Linked DNA regions of Gossypium hirsutum: region 2 is linked to region 1. Evidence: chromatin contacts called from public Hi-C data. All regions are on one chromosome and are shown on one strand. Each heading gives the region's core, a stretch centred on a gene start, on an enhancer-like site or on the middle of the called end of the contact. The rest is flanking DNA. Distances are from core to core; before and after follow the strand shown. Region 1 has its middle 14 kb from the start of LOC121232209. Region 2 overlaps LOC107953139 (ubiquitin C-terminal hydrolase 13).

The links. Hi-C and Micro-C count contacts between places; a contact is called where the count stands out from the background.
Region 2: a contact with region 1 is called in a Hi-C map of leaf, with 2.5 times the contacts expected there. The contact joins two enhancer-like sites. A contact is called at or near these places in 6 of 34 Hi-C or Micro-C datasets (callus, leaf and seedling).

Annotation. Positions count from the first base shown.
Region 1 is chrA07:21,765,407-21,771,917 of Gossypium_hirsutum_v2.1, forward strand. No RefSeq gene overlaps it. Among protein-coding and RNA genes, the nearest start is that of LOC121232209, 14 kb to the right of the region's middle. Within about 2 kb of position 2,840, at least 2 of the 9 cell types and tissues checked have an H3K27ac peak or open chromatin away from gene starts, as enhancers often do. A contact at or near this core is called in leaf, where this site is marked.
Region 2 is chrA07:21,985,463-21,991,973 of Gossypium_hirsutum_v2.1, forward strand. It overlaps LOC107953139 (ubiquitin C-terminal hydrolase 13), which reads right to left. Exons shown (of 32, transcript XM_041117764.1): 26 at 6,360-6,425; 27 at 5,946-6,011; 28 at 5,674-5,760; 29 at 5,443-5,559; 30 at 5,144-5,218; 31 at 4,963-5,049; 32 at 3,044-3,346. The coding sequence ends at 3,335. Among protein-coding and RNA genes, the nearest start is that of LOC107953139, 15 kb to the right of the region's middle. Within about 2 kb of position 3,384, at least 2 of the 9 cell types and tissues checked have an H3K27ac peak or open chromatin away from gene starts, as enhancers often do. A contact at or near this core is called in leaf, where this site is marked.

The DNA of each region.
Region 1 (6,511 bases), core at 1,590-4,089:
AGTAATTGTTTGACTTTTTTCAAAAATTTTTTATATAGGTCCATTCATATGTCCTGTGTTAGGATTCGGGTTACATTTTACCCTCTATTAAAAAAAAGGTAAATTAGCCCCTATACATTAAATTAAAGAGCAAACTGGTCTTTTTGTTAAAGATTTCATCCATTTCTATTGTTAAATGCTAATGTGACTAATAGAGGAACCAAACACTAACATGTGGCATGCCACGTGTACCTCATGTTGACATGATAATATTTTTTAAAAAAAAGTCCTAAAAACAAATAAATTTTATAATTATTTAAAATATCATCAGGATGAACCTAGATAAATGGTTGTCTTGGTTCATTTCATCCTAGACATGATTTTTCAAAAAAAAAAAGAAGAGAATTATTTAAAATTATTTAGAATCATAAAAATATTTAAAATTATTAAAAATAACATCCAAAATGATTATGGACAAATGGTTGTCCAAACTCAAATAAAACTAGAAATCATTTATTCAAGTTTAGTCTAGAGTGATTTCTTAAATAGTTATAAAAAATTATAAAAAATTGTTTAAAAATTATTAAGAATTATAAGAAATTATAAATAATAATTGAAAATTTTAAAAGTTATAAAAACTATATGTATACCCCAATATAACATGTCTAAAGAATTCAATTATACTCGTATACAAATATGTATTTTTTAATGAAGTTGATATTTTTAGTTAATTAAGTTGAGCCCAATTTTATTAATTTCTTATAATTCTTAATAAATTTTAAATAATTATCTATATTTTTGTATAATTTTTATAATTATTTAATAAATTTTTAAGAAATAACTCTAAAATGAATTTAAAGAAAATAGTTGCCTAGGCTTGTTTGAGTTTGGATTCCAACGTTGTTACTAATAATCTTCAATAATTTCAAAAAAAAAAAAATTTCTTATAAATTTTAATTTTTAAATAATTTTCTATAATATTTTTAATCATTTCTTATAGATTTTAATTATTTTTAAACAATTTTCTATAAAGTTTTTAAGAACTATGTCTAGGATAAACCCGAACAATTATTTGTCTAGGTTCATTTTAACATAGACAACCACTTTGTCTAGGTTCATCTTGGACGTGGTTTTTTAAATAATTTTTAAAAAAAAATATTTATTTTTGAGTTTTTCTTATTTTTAAATATTTTATGATGTAATAAAATGTGCCACATCATATGAAGTACACATGGCACACCATGTATCACTATTTGGTTGCTCTATTAGTCACAACATCACTTAAAAGTAGAAATGAATGTAATTTTATTAGGTTATATTTTGCTTTTTAATCTAATGTATATGGACTAATTTATGACATTGGCATAACAAGGGGGACACACAGCTACCCATTATCAATTTTATATGACATTGGCTCAATTTGGCATCAAGATTGTAGCCAGTGTAGGTGAATGTGAATTCGAGTGTGCTCAAGTGTGTTTTATCCTTCTATTTAAGTATCGAGAAATAATTATAGGTAATTTTAAGCATTGTATATATAAAAAAAAGACCTACAACCACTCATTATCATTGTTTTAAGTTTTTTTTTCTTTTTATTAAAAGTTCCTTTAGCTATTTCGTTCATTTTCTTTGCTTTTCACTTTGATATTCACTATTTCTCCCATTTATGAGAAAAATAGGATTGCCTCATTAGTATCGTTTTGAGATGGCCTCTTGTTCGACGTTTAAAGCAATACACTGTTGGTAAAATAACTCAATCTGTTTTATTTTATGGAAGAACAAGTTGGCATAATTTGATTGGGTACAGTTAGGCGACATCAAAGGAATTAGTGATTTGGTTTAAACGGCTTGCACAGTTGTTGACTTGAGCCAAATCTTCTCATTTGCAAGGCTGTTGAAGAATTAAACTGTGAGAGCTGATCTCAAAGTTGTTCGTTTGGCAGGAATTCATTGTTGGGCCATTTTTGTAGTTAATTTATCACTACGAAGAAATTTAAAGTTTGAGACTGTTCCTCAATCTCTATAACTGACTTATCATAAAGTGAAATGAGATTCATGATTTGTGATCAATTTAGAACCTAAACCAAAATTGTTTTCCTAGGCTAGAGTTGTTAGCTTATTGGTTAAATTTATTTTGAATTCGAAATTTTATTATTCTTTTTTTTTATTTTATTTAGATTTTTTATTATTTAATTAAGTTATACTTTAAACCTCCACTTTGTTTTTCACCCACAAAACGTTTTGGTTGAAAGAAATCACAAAATTAATCAAACCAATCTTTATCTCTACTACGAAATTTAATTCTGTTTATATGTATAATTTTTATTTTTGATGAATTCAACACTCATCGGTCTAACTTTATTAGAAGAAGTCTACGAAATATTGTAGACAAAGAACTAAAAAACCTTGCACTACATTTAAAAAAAAATACCTGCACTACGATTTTAACACTAAGAAATAACAAAATGAGCCAATGAAACATCCAACTTACGGAAGATTTTGAAGCAACAAAATGGGGCATTTCACATGCATAACACTATTTTATCATATATGTTAGCATGTAATTTTAATAATACTATATAAAAAATAAAAAGATTAAAAAAATCAGAAATTATTTTTATTCTCAGCATATTTTTAATGAAGAAATGGATGTAAAAGATTTGTGATTGGGGTTGAGACTTTAAATGTTTCGATTGCAGTGAATTGATACGTTCCGAAATTGAAGTGGAAGAAAATCGAAGAAAAGAAGAGAAAGAACGGAGAAGAAGAAAGAATTCTGAATTTTTACTTCTATATATGCATAACCACCTTCCCGTACAACTTACACTTAATAAAAGGAAAATAACAAGAGGGAAACAGCGTGGCAAATTCTATTTATACTAAACGCATCGTTTAACTTATCCCCCACTACGCCCCGTTTAGTTGTTCTATTAAAACTCCTTGTTTTATTTAAAAGACTAGTTGTTTCGACTAATTTCTTCTTTTCACGTTCTCTGATTACTTTCTAGCCCGTAACAATACTCCCCCCAAAAATAAGATCCTTGTCCTCAAGGATGGAAATGAAGAAATTTAGATTGAATCATGGCTAGCGACTCCCACGTCGCATCTTCCGAAAACGAATTAATCCATTCAACTAACACTTCTGTAACAACTTGGTTTCCTTTCTTAACAATCCTTCTGTCCACAATTCGGGTTGGTTCCTTCTGCAATGCACCATGAACATCCACCAGTGGCAGTTGAGGTTGAATAGGTGCCGAGCCAAAATGTTTTTTTCAGATGCGAAACATGAAAGGTTGGATGAATACGAGACCCTTGAGAGAGCTGGAGAGTGTATGCCACATTTCCCACTTTCTTGATCACTGGGAAGGGTCCATATATAATATTTAGGAGATAATTTTTGACTGAGGATCTTTCTAATTGTCTGCTGCCAATAGTGTTGCAATCTCAAATAGACCAAATCTCCAATTTGAAAAATTCTCTCGAACTAATGCTTATCAGTAAAATGCTTATCAGTAAAATGCTTCATACGAGTTTGAGCTTTCCTGAGACAAAACTGCAGTAACTTTCTCACTGCTTCCTTAACCTGTAGACTTCTATCCACTATTGCCACTGTAGAGGCTCCTACGAGATAGGGGCATGTGCATCAGTGGAGTCTGGCCATACAAAGCCTCATATGGAGTGAGTTGAATCGAGGAGTGGAACGACAAATTATACCACCACTCAACAAGTGGTAGCCATTGAAACCAATGCGCAGGGTTTTCACTAGTCATGCATTGTAGATAATTCTTAAGAAATCTATTCAAAACCTCCGTCTGGCCATCCGTTTGAGGGTGATAGGCTGTTGATAAAAGAAGTTTAGTACCATCTCGCCGAAATAACTCCTGCCAAAAGCTACTAACGAAGATTTTGTCTCTGACTGATATGATTGAATTTGGCATGCCATGAAGCTTGTAGACATGATTCAAGTACTCTTGGGCTACATCTTTAGCTGTATACGAATGAGACAGAGCTAGGAAGTGACTATACTTGGTTAGATGGTCCACCACCACAAGAATGGAATTCTTCCTATCTGAGTTCGGTAATCCTTCAATAAAATCTAAACTAACAATAGACCAAGTTCTATCAGGTACTGGTAATGGCTGTAGGAGACCAGGAGAAGTTACTGTCTCACTTTACATCTCTGGCAGATCACACATTCTCGAATCCATTTTGTAACATCGGTGGTGAGACCTTTCCAATATAGCAATCTGGATATGCGCTTCCTAGTAACATGCACACCTGAGTGCCCACCAACTCACTAGCATGAAAATGGAGAAACAACTCATGCCTCAGCTGCAGAACTTTTCCCACGACCATCTTCCCTTTCTTGAGCAAAAACTGACCATCCCAGGAGTATTTTTGGTTAAGACATTGGAGCTGTTGAATTTTTGGATGATTTTCTGTAACTTATCATCAATTATATACGACTGTCTCACCCTCTCCAAAAGGCTCGAGATGATAGAACTAGTCGAGAGTTGATAGTACTAACATTGGTCCAATTGTGGTTGTCAAGATAGAGCATCAACCACCTTGTTATTGATTCCTTTTCTATAGGATACTTCAAAATCATATCCTAACATTTTGGCGACCCATCGTTGTTGGAAAGGAGTGACAACCACCTAATCTGATAAGAACCGTAAGCTCTGATGATCAGTACGGATTTTAAAATGTCTCCCTACCAAATATGTATGCCATTTTCGAACAGCCAATAGGACCACGAGCATTTCTTTTTCATAAATCGACAAAGCCTGATGTCACACACCTAGAGCTTTGCTAAAGAAAGCCACTGGCCTCCCTTGTTGCTGCAACACTGCCCTAATTCCAAATCCACTTGCATTCGTATCTACTGTGAACTCGAGCTGGAAGTTAGGAAGTACCAGGACGGATGCGGCACTCAAGGCTTCTTTTAATGCTTGAAAGGCCACAGTTTCTTGTTCTGACCAACCCCAGCCATCTTTTTTTAACAATTCTGTAAGAGGTCTGGCTAAAGTTCCATAATCCCTTATAAATCTACGGTAATAGCCAGAGAGACCAAGGAAACTTCTCAACTCTTTCACTAATCGCGGAACTAGCCAGGAAGATATGCATTCGACCTTGGTTTTATCCATAGAAAGTGTTCCCGCATGTAGGACATGTCCCAAATATTGAATTTGAGAGGAGCTAAAACAACATTTAGGCTTTCTAGCGTACAGTTGTTGTTCCCTGAGTATTAGAAGCACTGCCCTCAAGTGCTGTAGGTGTTCAGACCAACACTGTAACACCCCTATACCATGTTCGACTCAATGAACCTGATATAGGAATATTACATTTGGTGCCAAAGTAATTCTTGGCTAATTACTATTATATTTGAACATAAAAACGGACAAATAATAAATTTATATAATTTATATTTAAATCCATTACTATTACTTGGGGATACTAAATTTTTCCTAAGTACATGCCATTCTATTCAAAATTTTAAAACGTACCCTCTTGTTGCTTGAAGATGTGATGAGATGAAGACTCGTAATCTTAAATACAACTCTTCAAAATTTCTGTACCTAATCTGCGCAAGGAAACAAACCTTACGCTGAGTATACACCCAGTGGTATTACTATAATTCAAATAAAAACAATATATATACACATTAAATCTTACCACTATTTTACCTTCAATAAATCATTCATGCATTTAAACCTTAAATTTATTCTAATAGTATGTATCTTAAATAGCTTTTCTTTATTTTAATTTATATATCTTCTTATTATATCAATATCTATTACATGCATTTCATCAATAACCATTCCATTAAATCATTATTTCATATATTTCATTTCTATATCCTAATTCAATAACTTATTCTATTCCATATCTAAAACCTTACGACATTAGTCTTTCAATAATTATTTAAAGCAACATTTTTCAATAATTATAATTAATTCATAAGATTATATTCAACTAACTCATACATTATTTCATTATTTCCAATTCATTTTATTTTCATTTCTTATGTCGATATCTCAATTTCAATTCACATTTCAATTCATAATTTCACTTTCTCATGCTTTCAATAGTTCAATCAATCAATTCATTTGATTTTCTCATTTCATTTATTCAACTGATTTCAATATCAATAATTCGATATTTTAGCAAATTCATGAACCTTAAGTTCATGCTTCAAATCTCACATCTTAATTCCATTCACAATTCAACTCATAATTTCTTTCTCATATTTTTAATAGTACGATCAATCAAATTTATTTAATTTGCTCATTTTAGTTATTCACCCTATTAACAAACCCGGACTTTGATGGATACACAGATTCCAACCCAAACACACTAGTATGGCACATTGTGCCTAAAACGGTACATAGTACTTGATCATTATACGACACATAAGTGCCTGAAACGACACATGAGGTGCCTGATACGACACACGAGGTGCCTGAAATACGACACATAAAGTGCCTGATATACAACACATAAAGTGCCTAATCAGAAAAGTCGATATATC
Region 2 (6,511 bases), core at 2,134-4,633, 220 kb after region 1:
TTTGGTAGGTAAATCTTACACGTTTTTAGTAATTTTTATGTTTCTAAGCTCCTATTGCTCGATCTAGCTAACTCGAAGACTAATTTGTAAAGCTTTAAAATGTTATGGATTATGCCATTGATGAATTTGGGGCATTCTTGAAGTTTATGATAATTTATTAAGCTTGGTTGTTAAATAGGACTATTTTGTAAAGTAGTTTTTGGTAATTTTAATGTTTAAGCACTAAAATATGAAAATAGTGAAATTACTTGTACTTGCTGCGAATTAAAAGTAAATATGGACTGTAGTGAGGTCCTAAATAGTTTGGCTAAGCTGGGCTTTAGTGGAAATTGGTTAAATTACGAGTTTTGGACTTAGGGACTAAATTGCATAAAAGGTATAATGTTAGGGGTAATTTTGTAAAAATGTATAAAAGTACTTATTAGCATCAAATGAGTTAATTTTTCTGTTTGAATTGGTTAATTGAATGGGATTATTATTATATATCAAGAACGAGTTGAAAATTGAGGAAAAGAGAAAGTTGTTGAATAGTCCCTGAAATTTTGTCATTGCTACAGTTTAGCTTGGTAAGTTCGTTTGGTTTAATTTAATACAATTGTTATGCTTATCTTGTAAAACTAAATTGTTGAATGTTAGTTTAATATAGTCAATGTTAAGGTAAGGAGAATTATAGATCTGATTTGTATATATTGTTGGTTGGTAATGTGTACCCCTATGCATGATAAGTGTAAGATAGAGTATAATTGGCATGTCAATAGGTTATAATGCACGCTGTACGAGATTGATATGAGACAAGATGATGGGTCCTGTATATTTCTTATTCGCTGAATATACAAAAGTCTTGCATTTGTTGTGAACTATCGTGTTACATTACAGTGTTTTTTGGCATGTTAGCGGGGGAAAATGTTAGCCTACGGGTTAGGCACTTAGTGCCAAGGCGTGTTATTGGTTGGATTGGCTCGTATGAGTGTTTGGCGTGTTTCCAGATGGTTAACTGTGTACTCATATCCATATATTGTTCATTGACAACATTCTAGTGAAAACAGATTATTATTTGAATTGTGGTGTCAATAATGGTTAGGCACCTAAGTTGATTGTTTGGCATGCTTTGAGTGTTTTTGAATGTGTTTTGAGAGCTTGTATGAATGTGCTTTTGGTATGTTTAGGTACATAAGCATTTGGGAGTGAAAATGACAAGTTTTGGTTTGAATTTGGATGCACACGACTTGGGACACGAACTGTCACGAGGCCGTGTGTCCTTGTGCCTTATTTGTATTCAATATAGGTTGGTTCACACGGGCACAGAGAGTTACACAGCCTGGCGACACTACCATGTGACCTTATATTACATGGATACAGTTAGTTACACGGTCAGCGAACACGAGCATGTGAAGTAGCCACACGACCATGTCTTAAGCCACACGATTTGGGCTCTATCACACGGCCATGTGCCCCCTGTTTTGAAATTTTTCATATTTTCACTAAATCTTCTGATTTGTTTCTAATTGGTCCCTGATTATTTCTAAACTATTTTTAAGGCCTCGTAGACCTGATTTTAGGCCAATGAGTGTATGTTTCACTTTAAATTACATGACAATATAAATGATGACAATTAATTAGAAAACTTGATGCTATTTGATAATAGATGTTCTGCTTTGTATTGTAATACTCCGTAACCCTACTCCGACAACGAAGACAGGTTAGAGGTGTTACAAAGCATCTGTAAAGATTGTTTTGTTTTCCATATTGACTAAAGTTTATTTGACATAGCATGGTACGAAATCCTCCGACCAAGGAGCTTCACAATCACAATCTTGGACATTCGTTATGCAATAAAATCATGAACCCGTTCAGAAAACTTAATCGAAGGTATCCCATCAACCACTTCCTTCACAGCATTGCCTTCATTTAAGATGAAATCCTCATCCTTTTGCAACAAGCTAATATCGCCAAAGGTACCTAACAACCTGTCTTTCCATGACACAGTGGTTTTCTGACCTAAGCCAATTGACATCCCCGCTCCATCCACAATAGGATCATCAAGATCCAGAGGTTCATTCGACCTCTTCCAGATCTTCTTCATTGCTCGTCCTAAGGCTCCATCGACAGTCAACACCCCATCAACCATTTTTCCTTAAAACTTTTATTATTAATTTTACACTTTTTAATTTTAGAAATAAAATTAGTGGTTGCACTTTATTATAACCTCAATAGTTATTTACTTGTAATTCTTTTATATACCAAAATATAATAAGAAAAAAAAATAATATCTTCAATATAATATCTCAATTATCATGATAAAACTTTATTCTCTCAATTTTTTTTAATTTAATAATACTTTTCCTATTTTGTTCGAGTGTTGAGATTTACTAAACATTCCAGACGAACAATAATTGAGAAAAATTGGAACCAAAGTTCACCGACTTAATTAAATGACAATAACTCAATCCAATTATGTCACGTGACAATGTTTCAAATTGGACCGCTTCAATGTAGTTGATGTTAATAAAACATTGACATGTCATGATTAGGGCAAGCAACTATCTGAACCTATTGACATGAATCATGACTAATAAGTCAAAAACAACTTTATTTGTTTAAAGCTTCTAGATTTGAAGGGGAGAGAATGGTTGTGAGAATAAGAGTGAAGATGAGGCTTGAGATTTTGTGGTTCCACTTCTAGTGCTATAAAATATAATTCCCCAGTTTCAAGTTCACTGTTCAAATGCCATAAAATGTACTTTCCGAGCTTTGATACTTATCTCACTATTTTCAAGAAAAGATATATAGCTTATCGTATATTTTAAGAACACATATCTTGCGGCAACCGTAAATCTAGAAGAGCCTGGCCTTGATCTTAAAAAATAATAAATTGCAGTTTAAATCCTTATAAAATTATAAATTAATATAACGGTATAATTAAATTTTTACCCCAAAAATTTTATTTCAATTTTATTCCCTATAATGATTTTCTAACTTTGCTCTGTCTAGCGGATTTAAATTCAAACGCCAAATGTTGAAAAAACACCCATAAAAAAGATTGTACCATAAAAGTTCCAAATTCCTTTTTCTTTTTTTCTTTTTTTGCATGTTCGTTTAATTTTTGCCCATCTTCTCTTTAAACAAATGTTAATAGATATAAAAGACAACTGATAATAAGCAATCATTGATACAAAGTAAAGGTTGAAAGTTGAAACTGAATTTCTATGGGGGAGAAAAACCAATTTGGCTAAAGTGAATGAGAAATGGGAACCACATAGGAGGTGAGGTGAGGGAGAATTGGTCCTGCAGTTACCGAGCTCATGGTACCATGTTAATACAATTATGATTGAAGTCAAGTCACATCCTGCACAAAAAAGGAAAAGAGAGGAGATAAGGTCCACTATACTACTAAAACTCAGTAGGGAAAAAAGGTAATGTAACATCTCCACCTTATCCTATGTATATATCTAATCTTTTGTCATTTTCCTTAATTCTTTTTTTATTAATCGAGAATTTACTTAGATGACAGGCATCCACAAAGTGAATCTGAACTTAAGCATGCAGGTAGGCAAGGAGATATTGAAACAGTTTAGTCGTGAATTGGCTATCAATCAGTTTAATTCAGTGGTCAATCACCAGTTATACAATTACAGTAAAAGAATTAGAGTCCCTAATTAACAACCTTTGGAAACAAAATATGATAACATAAAAGCTAGTGGTTATAGGTATAAAACAGTTTTGTTAGTAAACAAGCTTTCTAATTCTACCACTAAAAAGTTCCACACACCACACCTTGAGTTTATAAAAGATTTAAAATTACAATTTATCATAAACTTTGAAAATAACATTATTAAAAAAAAAACAACCATGAACCCCATGACATGGACCATTAAAAAAATAATATCACCATGACAAGGCCTACAATAGGTAGGAGAAAAAAAAAGCAGTACCTAAATTGTATATCTTTATAACAAAATAGGTAATTGTTTCGACAGAGTGGAAAATATCTCTCAAGAGAAACAAGAAAATGGAAAATAAAATATATCCCATTATTATGAATAAATTTGATTTACTTTGGATTACTCCGAATCATAATACCAAACTCAGATTTGTATTCATATAAAAACAAGTTCACTATAAAAAGAAATCAGTAATGATTGAGATTGGCATTTCAGAGTTAAGCAAAAGTAGCGCAAATATGAAGAGAATCTTTAGATATAATAATAAGCCATAATAATAGGCTTGAAAAAGAATGGCAATCAACCATTACAAAGGGCAGCAGCTAATGCTAAATGCATCAGATGATCTACATGGACAAAATCAGGGCAACCAACCAAAGGGAATGGCAAAAATCACAACCTTCTCCCAACTATACTGTGTATACATAAATTCACTAATAATCAAAATCTTGTTTATGTACTGACAAATTACACAGGCAACTTGCCCCCATTTACGTTTTGATTGAAGATTGAACCAACCAACCAACCTCGATTTAAAGACGGAAAGTAGTAGCAAAAACCTCAGCGGATCGTAATTGTCATTTGCAGATGCACACTTTGATTACGTAAAAGGAAGTAGTCCTTTGAATCGACACTAGCGAAAGAATTACATTTATCCAACAAATCAACAAGCAAAGGTCACAGATGCCATTTCAGTGCTAACTTGTTGCCTCACATTGTCATTTGCTTTTAGTTCATGTAGAGTGCCACTCTTTTGTGCAATGTCACCAAAGGGAGGTAAAATCTAAAATAGTCCCTAATTGTATATTTTAACAGGCTTCTCAAAGGTGTGCCGGTTCTGCAAAGAAGCGTGATGTTATTAGAGTCTACTATTCCAGGCATCTCCAAAGGCCAGTCATTTTCATGGACTTGGAAAAAGCAGATATATTAATCGCAGTCTTAAAGAATATCTTTATCCTTAGGGTATGTTTGTTATCAACTGATTTCTGCTGAAACTTTGGGAATACTTTATGGTTATTACCTGATTAGCAGCATAAGCTCTTTTCGGAGCATTGTCAGAGTGCTCCAGCCCAAGATACTGCTCCCAAGCACCATAAACATCTCGTCTCTGAGTATATGTATAGTAAAACCAAAATTAGAGTAACATCCTAATGAAACTTGGAAAATTTTTCGAATATCTATAAGCAAAACAATGTGCACACCTGAAAACGACTAGATACAATATCAGAATCTTGAAGGTACTCTGGCCGGCCAAGTGAGAGGAATGCAAACTTCCACTGAAAAAACAAATAGGATTCATATAAATAAAACGGAGAATACATAACTGAAAAGGAAAAACTAGTTAAAAAGAAATATTAACAGAGGATACATCACCATCAGAGTTCCTACTATACATCAATTCAAATTCAAAAAGAGGAGAGAGAAAAGGGGTTGAACACACTAAGAATTAGGGTAAACCAGTGAGCACAAGTTCACTTAGGATTCAGGAAGTACAACAAACCTTAGCAAAGTCCTCATCAGGAACTTGCAGCTTCTTTTGTATTCGGACTTTTATTTCAGCCAGTGTCTCACCTTCATGAATCACCAAGAAAAAGGGCTCTCCAAAATTCAGAATTTGCTGTCAAAACAAGAGGCAAAAACATTGGTAAGGAAACATAATAGTGATAAAGAAGTAATCTTAGGCAAAGCAAAATGGCAACTGAAAATAAGATGATGTAAAAAAAATTATTACCATCTGGTTCTGTGCAGTTTCTTTAGTGAAGTGGTAAACATGAATTAGGCGATCATTTGGACCAAGATTTTTCTCTTCTTCTGGAATCTGCAAGATTAAGAAACAAAGATCAAAATCAGCACTCTATTAACTTAAAGAAAGCCATTATCCAAGAAATGATATTCAAAAAATCAAAACCAACAAAATACAACAGAAAGAAAATGATTCCTTAGATCATAGCAGGAAGCATGAGTGCATGCATAAGAGATAGAGAGCAGGGTGGAGGAACTGACCTCTTCTGCCCGTAATGTCCAGTACTGGTCATTTATATTCTCAATCTTCTCACTAGGTGGGAAAATCTGCAGAAATGTGATGGAAACAAAATTTTGTGACTAAAGGGAAGAAAAGGGAACAATAGGTGAATAAAGGAACCCCAAATTAGCAAACCAGGAAGAGCAGAAAATACAAACCACATAAAGGAATATACAATTTAAGAAACTAACCCATGAAACAATCTTTTCAACAAGCAATGTCAAGTTTTAAACAGATAAGACAACTGATGGCATTAGAAGATTATGAAAAATAAGATATTAGGCAATACATCACCTATACATTCAGATCAAATTAAATAAACATGGCTCATTCCCCATTTCCAGGGTAAACACTGATATGAGCAAAAAATAATCATGATAACATGACACTCAAACCTTGTAGATCTTGTGATAGAAAACTTCAAGCAACCGCAGTTCTGCATCAGGATGAGACAACTCTACCTGTTTCCGAAAGATTATTAACAATATTAACAATTTTTACTCTATTATTTAAGAAATTATCCATAAAAAGTATACATGACCTCAAC